Linked DNA regions of Rattus norvegicus: region 2 is linked to region 1. A link is a contact called in public Hi-C data. All regions are on one chromosome and are shown on one strand. The core of a region is the stretch at or near the end of the contact, and the rest is flanking DNA. Distances in the headings are between cores, read along the strand shown.

Region 1 (4,122 bases), core at 546-3,045:
TTTCTTTCGGTTGTTGTTGTTGTTTTTAAGTAGGGTATCATGTAGCCCAGGTTAGCCTTAAACTTACCGTGTAGCTAAGATGGCCATGAACTTGGTCTTTCTGTGTCCACACAGTGCTGGGTTTGCAGGCTTGTAGCCCCGTGCCTGTCCGTAGCGTGCTGAGAAGGGTCTGTGACTGCAGTGGAAGCAACCTGCCAACTGGGCCACGTCCCCGAGATTCAGAGGGTTCCTTCCCGAACTTCCCTCCACACCTTTTTTTCTTTTCCCCCATAAAGTGGGGGCCCCTGTTGAGATGCAGACTCCCGACTTCGTGTGTCGCCATCTCTTTTGTAGGAGTGTAGGGCAGAGAAATCTGCAGCTGGAGAGAGACCAGATGATGGTGGTGGAGGAAAGTCGAGGGCCAGCCTGGAGAAGCCCCCGGCAGTGTTTTGAAATCTCCCTGAAGGAATGATTTCTCTTGTTCTTTAGCTAGGCTTTTTGGATGCCCTGTGAGCACCGAGGCACACTGGCAGCTACCTGTAAAGCCGACTTCATATGCCAGCTTCAAAATAAAACAAAACGGAGCAACGTTGTTTACTTGTGCAGCTCTGTGCGCACTAGCGCACATACCATAGTACTCGAGGAGGATGGAGGACAACCTGTGGGAGCCGGTTTTCGCTGCTCACAGTGTAGATCAGACTCAAGTCGTCAGGCTTCGTGGAGGCGGGAGAGCCCTCCAAGTGCCTCTCACGCTGACTCTTTCTGAACCACGCTGTTCTTGACACACCATCCTTAGGGAACAGATCCTCCGAGTCAAGGCCGAGGAGGACAAAATCCCTCTGCTGGTCGTGGGCAACAAGTCTGACCTGGAGGAGCGGAGGCAGGTGCCCGTGGAGGAGGCCCGAGGCAAAGCGGAAGAGTGGGGTGTGCAGTATGTGGAGACATCCGCAAAGACCCGAGCCAACGTGGACAAGGTAGCGTGAGTTCTGGAGGCTTCTCGGAGCCTGGCTTGTGCTGTCTCAAGACTCAGCTGTCTCCCTTGCCCCCCGACTTTCAATTTTATTTTAACTGTGTGTCTGTGTGTGTGTGTGTGTGTGTGTGTGTGTGTGTGTGTGTGTGTGTGTGTAGGGGAATGCACATGTGAATATAGGTGCTCACGGAAGCAAGAAGAATCCCCTGGAATTGAAGTTGCAGGTAGTTGTCAACTGTGTGATGCCGGTACTGGGAACTGAAGTTAGGTTCTGCGAAATCGGCACTCTCTCCTGTCCACTCAGCCACTGCAGCTGCTGCCACGGCTGCCACCGCCCTTCCTCTTCCTCCTCAGCCTTTCCTCCTCCTCATTCTTCTCTTCCTCCTTCTCTTTCTCCTCCTCCCCTTTTTCCTTTTGGACAGGGTCTCAGAACACCCCCAGTCGGACCTCAAGCTTGGTTATGAAGCAGTGCTGACTTTGGACTTCGGTCCCCCTGCCTCCGTCTCCCAAGTGCTGCCATTACAGGCTTGTGCCATCACAGCTGGCATGCCACTTTCTGTTTTTCTTTTTCTTTTTCCATCTTTTTTGTCTTGTTGAGGGTCTCACACAGGCTAGCCTAGAGTTCCGTACTGTAGCTGAGGAGAACCTTGAACTTCTGACCTTCTAGCCTCCAGCCCTCTCCCTTCCAGGGCTGGAATGACAAGTCATGCATGGAACCCAGGGCTCTACACGAATACATGACCACCCCGTGGTTTTTCTTTTACGTCAGAGTTCAGTGTTAGCACACAGTTGAAGGAAGTGCCCCACAGCTGAACTTCACTCCGTTTTCACACGCTATGGTGTGGGCTCTTACTTCACATCCTGGGCTTGCGAAATCAGTGCAGAGTCAGGGCAGGCAGAAAGGCTGTCTCGGTTATGCTCAGCCACAGATCTCTCTACGTCCTGTTTTTTTCTCAATTCGCACTGTAACCCAGGCTAGTTCTGTGGGATGTCATTCCCCATCTTTGTACCCACCAGGGAGAGCTGGTTCTGGAGGGAGCCTGAGTGCTCTCAAAGGAATACTAGGAGGGCCTGGCTTTAAGCAGGGTCAGTGCTCCCTGTAGCCCAGGGCACAGTGAACTGTATTCCATCATCAGCTGGGGTTTGGTTGTCATGTGGGTCCCAGGGAATTGAATTCAAATTGCCAGGTTTCTAAGCAGGTTTCTTATCCACTACACCATTTCCCTGGCTCTGCCTGCCTGCCATCTATCTATCTATCTATCTATCTATCTATCTATCTATCTATCTATCTATCTATCTATCATCTATCTATCTATCATCTATTTTTAGACAGGGTCTCTATGCTCTATACTGACCTGGAGCTCTCATGGAAGACGTGCTAGAAAGACAGGTATGGACTTTTACACCTGATTTATGGGTGTCAGGGTGGAACCCAGGTTTCCACGTACACTTGACAAGCACTCTCCCAGCAGCCACATCCCAGCATCTACGTTTTCTTTACGTTGTTATCCGAACTTTCACATTGCTTCTGGTGATGCTCAGGCTTCTGTTTTTTTTCTTCCTGTCAGTTTCCTAGCTGAGGGGAATACAGTGGGCATCCAGGTATAGCCTTAATCTTCTCCAGAGCAGAAGGTGGTGCATATTTGAGACAAGATGTATTGCTGGCTGTCCTCTGCCTCCCACGCCTGGCCTAAGGCTTTATGTTTTAAAACCAAGAAGGCCGTCTGGTCATGGTAGCATAGGCCTTTGATCCCTCTACTCAGAAGGCAGAGGCAGGCAGATCTCTATGAGTTCAAGGCCAGTGTGGCCTGTGTAAGGAGACCTTGTCTAAACAACAACAAAAACAACAAAACAGAACAGACTTTCCCAGCATGAAAATGCTGGTGTTGTTTTGGAGGGGGTTAGAATCAGTTCTCTGGGATCTCACTCTGTGTGTTGGGGACACGTCATCATCTCTCCCTCCTCTCCCTGGACAACCTTTGACCTGCAGGCCAGACCCAGCAGGAACTCGTAACAGGCAGTAAGTTTTCTTCAGTGAACACTTCCCTGCAGAAAGGCTGCGGATGCTCAGGCCAGGAGCAGTGTAGGCAGCCGGTCAGTGGAATGGTCCACAGGCCTCCCTGCCTCTTACCACAGGAAGAAACCAAAGTCTGTGGTTGGGACCCATGGCTGGGCTAGCAGAACCTGTGTAGAGTCAACCTGAAATACTCAGAGCTCCCTTCCTGGTGCCTGGGCTCCGTGGTCAGCTCATGTGGGTGTCATACCAGGGAAGCAGTCTTGTTTTGTTTCATTTCTGAGACAGTAATTTATGTACCCCAGGCTAGTTTCAAATTTGTTGTATGTCAAGCTGACCCTGAACTTTGACCCTTTCTAGACCTGTGACACCACACACTTGTCTCCCTCTTCTCTTCTCTTCTCTTCTCTTCTCTTCTCTTCTCTTCTCTCTCTCTCTCTCTCTCTCTCTCTCTCTCTCTCTCTCTCTCTCTGTTTTTCTCTCTGCCTCTCTCTTTGTTTTTCTCTCTCTGTCTCTCTGTCTCTGTCTCTCTCTCTCTCTTTTTCTTTGTTAAAGTGTCAGGGTCTCTTCTACTCTAGGCTAACCTCTAGCTCAATGTGCAGCGAGGAGGATTTTAAACTCCTGATCCTCCTGTGTCTGCCTCCTGTGCTCTAGGATTCAGGCGTGCACCGCCATGCCTGGTTTGTGCGGTCCGGGGATCCCACCCAGGGTCTCGTGCCTGGCTCTGCCACCTGAGCCCCAGCCCCATGCTCGCTCTTCCCTTTGGTTTGTCTCTGAGAATCAGCTCAGAGCTGGTGGCGATGGCAAAGCCAGCGTTCTCTGTCCTGCTCCCAGTTTCTGTGGGACATCTCCAGTGTGTCTTTGGTGGGGAGTGTATTTTGTCTGCCGGGGTCTAATCAGTCCCTTGGTGATTGTTGGTAGCAGAGGGCGAAACCCAAACCTCCAGACGAGCGATAGCGCCTGCCTAGATAAGCTCATCTTTCTTGATAAAATTCCTCTTGGCAGTGGGGTGGGGGTGAAGGGGTGGAATGGGGGTGTGGAGCTGGGGAGTGAGGAGGAGGAACACTGCGATAAGACTTCTCTTTCCTGCTTCTCCCAGCTCTCCAGTCCAGGAACCTGCCTTCCTCATCCCTGCCCTCTTGCTTTCCCAGATTTGCCC
Region 2 (4,117 bases), core at 971-3,470, 55 kb before region 1:
GTGCAATCACACACTTTAAAAATTGTAGCACTCCTGTTATCTACCACACCAGACCTTCATTCCTAGACTCAGACAGGGTCCCACGTCAGGGACATATTAGCATCTCGTTCAGTCTTTAAGGATAGTTGCAATAAATACGTATCTTCACACAGAAACTTAAAAAAAAATACTTTAACACAACACATTACTGCCAAGAACTACAATTCAACACAGATAACACTGCTAAAACATTCACATAGGTACTAATATATGCAGAGTCACTCCATTAGAAAATTCATCTATTAGAACACTAGAGACCTGTGTCAGCAAAGCCCAAGGGAAACGACGATTTGAACAGTAGGAGTGCTAGAAAAACCAACTGTATGAGGTTTATGGAACAGGGGTGGGGGAGAATTTGGTACATTTACCATTACGTCACAATGGGCACAATCTGATATACAATTTTAGACTAGCAGTATATAAAAATACTTTTTAAACAATACTTTTGGTAGGCATAGGTAGCACTTTTAAAACAAACAGCTATGTAGTTTTCAGGTCTTTGGAAGGCCTAGAAACAATTCTATTTACCGCCTTTGGCTAGCTCGACGAGGACCTGGAAAGCAAGCTCTCTTGCACGTTATGTACACCCCCCCCCCCAATTCTACAGGCTGCAGCTTCTGCCTACACAATGACCACTGCAAGAGGTTTCCTTCTGTCTTACAGTGGGTGTAAAATGAGGAGGGCCTGTTTCCAATTCCAGGGCTGGATGAACACAGGGGGAAAAAAGCAAAGTGGCATTCATGGGTATACGGTTCCTATTTCACTTTAAGGCCCAGCCTGTGAGTTTAGTCTGGCATATCAATGTTTAACTTGGGAGGTGGAGGGACGTATTTCCCAGGGCTCTGTGTTATAACTACCCGGGCCTTCTTTCCAAACATTGGGGCAATTTTCGGAGCTTCTAACGCCGACGCGTCTTCAGCATCTTCGCTGTCTTCGTGATGGAGATCGTAAGAGATATTCCCATATTCTCTTAAAAACGGGAAAACCTCAAGTAGAAACTGACAGAAATCCCTGCGAATACCGAACCACCAATGATTGCCCCCTTTCCGCCTGAACGTCGTGGCCATCAAAGTCAGTAATGACAGCCAAAGAGGGGTGAATATGGAAATGTAAGAGAACGTATTGTGGCCATCCAGTCTGTGAACTAGCAGGACCTCAAAGGTGAGCAGGGGCACGACAATCGTGATCCAGCTGATGGCCATGGTCACATGTGTTCTTCGCTGCTCTGCAACCACATCCAGGGACCGCAGGAACAGGAGGGACCACACGATGTAATAGAGAACCACCAGGCAGAGGAATGACATGAGGATCCACAGAGGCACGAATACCACCAGCCACGGCCAGTGGATAATCCTGTCCAACCTCAGAGCGATGAAGATAAACTGCAGGATGTTGACGGAGCACAGGATTTCCAGTTCCAAAGACCTGTCATGTCGGAAGCCCCAGACGCAGGCGGCCACGGACACCGGGGAAACGAAGAAGAGTGGCATGAAGACCAGCAGCCAAAAGTGGGTTCCCCTCTCCACCCGGTCGCAGACTAGAATCTCAAACATGAGCAGCAGCAGGTGGATGCCCACAGCGATCAGCATGGCTTTGAATTCCACACAGGCTTCCCCCTCCGTACGGTAGCGAGGGTTGCGGGCCCACACGCCCGCACCCACCGAGGCGCCCACGATGACCAGGAGCTTCCACAGCCAGATGGGGGCGAAGACCGCCCAGTAGCTCCACTGGATGATGCCGTCCAGACGCAGGGGCAGCAGCACGGAGAAGAGCAGCAAGCAGGCATAAATGAGGAACTTACTGGGGTTGAAGTCCTGGAACAGGCCCCTGGGGTTCATGGCGAAGGCTGCTCTGCCTCTAGATGGGCATCCGCCCGCTGTGTGGAGGAGACTCCAGATCACAGCTCGGAGGGGCCGGAACACGTGCGCGCAATCACGTGGTCCGGCCGGAAGCGAGCGGAGGACACGGCGTGCGCTGGCCGGGAACGGTACGGTGCCTACGCCGGGGACACTGCCTCGGCCCCGTAGCTCAGGCTAGGGTTGGTGCCCACGCCGCCTGCCTTCATTCTGCACCCTCAAAGCCGACGCCGCGATGCGTGCGGTATCGGGTGGGACGTGGCGCGCTGCGGACTCGGCGACCCGCGGGTCGCCGGCTGTGAGCTAGCCGAGACCTCCGGAGGACGCTTCCTGGAGGAGGCCGGAACATGGAGGAGGGAATGAGCTCACATCCTCCCGGCAGGCTCGGGGGCGGGGCCCAGGGCGGGGCGGGGTCGGAGAGCGGAGGGGAGCGGAGGGAGCGGAGCTAGGCGAAGGGGCAGGAAGAGCCTGTCACGGCAAGGGCGGGGAGCGGGCGCGGGGTTTGAGGTCTTTGGGAGTGGGGAGAACAAAAGCAGCGACTTGCCTGGTGCGGGAGCCTGGGTGTGCACCGGCAAAGGCGGGTGGCTGGAGGGCAAGTGAGTCTGAGAGCGCGCCGGTAACTGTGACTGCCCAGCACCGATGGACTGGCGCGCGAGGATCAGTGGCTTTGACCTTGGGTTCGGCGCGAAGGTCAGGGGTGCAGGCAGTCAACGGATTAGGGCTGTGCCCAGGGCAAAACTCCAGAGCGGCTAGCGATTCTCAGGCTGCCCCTAAAAGGTAGTGCGGAGCGCCTAGGTGCTTACCAAGGCGCTTCTACCTGTGTCACCCGAGAAGTGGAGGGGTACCCGGGAGGGTGACCCACCAGGACAGAAACAACTCCTTGAGGGAACAGGTCTTGAGGGAACAGGTGAAGAAACTGGACCCGGAGAAGTCCTGGTGAACGGCAGAATTAGGACCTGGATTTAGGGATCCCAACCTTGAGTCTCATTTTCATTTATCTGGTCCTGAGTCTAATCCTTTTAGAACTGTGTTAGGAGAAGGTGCAAGGGTCAAGAAATTTTGGTTGCACGCCTGCCACCCACCGGCTGAGAAAGGAAGCAAATCCATCCCACCCCTACCCCCTCTCTGCTAAGCTGCAGTGGGTCTGTGGTTTAGAGTACTATTTTTTCCTGACCGCTGGGCAGAACTAGAGGATTCTTTCCTCCCTTCTCTGACCCTTGCTCAGCAGAGCCCTGGTTGCTAGTCCTTGCTTTTAAGCCCCGGGCCTCTCCTTCGGGTTTCCTGAAATGGGATAGTGCGCTGCCATGAAAGTCTTAGGTCATTAGAGGAAAACAAGGGGGTGGGAACAGATGACTGCCAATCTCTGCAGTTAGGAGAGTAGGGCTCCCAATGTACCTTCGTGAACCGCTACTGCCTCTGCTCTCAGCCTCCCAGGGATAAGTGGGGACCGCCGCTCCACCCCAGGTTTTCCTTGTGCGTGGTGGGCACCAAGGAGTTGCATAGGGTTGCTGGAAGAGACCAGTCCAGATGGCCGAGATCTCCCCAAGCCCAGAGGCTGCAACAGGTGAACCAGTGCCCGGGGACCCGTTTCTACAGAGTCCATTTGAGTGATGGCCTGTACTGGGGATACCGTGGTCTGTTTTGTTTCTTGGCTTTTTTTTTTTGGTGCTTCTACCTTTCAAAAAGAATGCTGCCATAGAAAACAGGTCCTGGGTTGGGGATTTAGCTCAGTGGTAGAGCGCTTGCCTAGCAAGCGCAAGGCCCTGGGTTCGGTCCCCAGCTCCGAAAAAAAAGAAAAAAAAAAAAAAAGAAAAAAACAGGTCCTTCTATGTGTGTGGTGTGCATTTGTTTGAACGTTTGTGTGTGTGTGTGTGTGTGTGTGTGTGTGTGTGTGTGCGTGTGTGTAGGTGCACATAGAGGCTTGAAATTCACATCAGGTGCCAACCAGTTTGCCCAAGGGATCCGTTGTCTGCTTCTGAAGGACTGGATAGTAGAGAGCTATTTATTACCCCTGTCCAGCTTTCTATGGGCTCTGTACCAAACGCTGGTCCTCAAACTACAGGGCAAATAGGCAAGTACTCTATCCACTGTTCCTCTGAGCACAGCTACCCTGAGGCTAGCATACAAACTGAAGATTAAGACTGCTCTGGTCCTGGAGTGTGCACAGAGTAGTGCTCCCTGCCACCAATGCCTCCCTTTTCTGAGGGGGCACGGCTTTGGGA

The links. A called contact is a pair of places that touch in the nucleus more often than the background predicts.
Region 2: a Hi-C map of liver shows a contact between it and region 1, with 2.2 times the contacts expected there. The contact joins the promoter of Tmem185b here to the enhancer-like site in region 1. A contact is called at or near these places in 4 of 12 Hi-C or Micro-C datasets (the A7r5 cell line, kidney, liver and 1 more).

The regions. Positions count from the first base shown.
Region 1 is chr13:33,143,189-33,147,310 of GRCr8, reverse strand. Ralb (RAS like proto-oncogene B) reads left to right here. Exons shown (of 5, transcript NM_053821.2): 4 at 776-953. Among named protein-coding and RNA genes, the nearest start is that of Ralb, 32 kb to the left of the region's middle. Within about 2 kb of position 1,795, at least 9 of the 93 cell types and tissues checked have an H3K27ac peak or open chromatin away from gene starts, as enhancers often do. A contact at or near this core is called in liver, where this site is marked.
Region 2 is chr13:33,198,432-33,202,548 of GRCr8, reverse strand. Tmem185b (transmembrane protein 185B) reads right to left here and starts at 2,220. Exons shown (of 1, transcript NM_001191668.3): 1 at 1-2,220. The coding sequence starts at 1,877. The coding sequence ends at 825.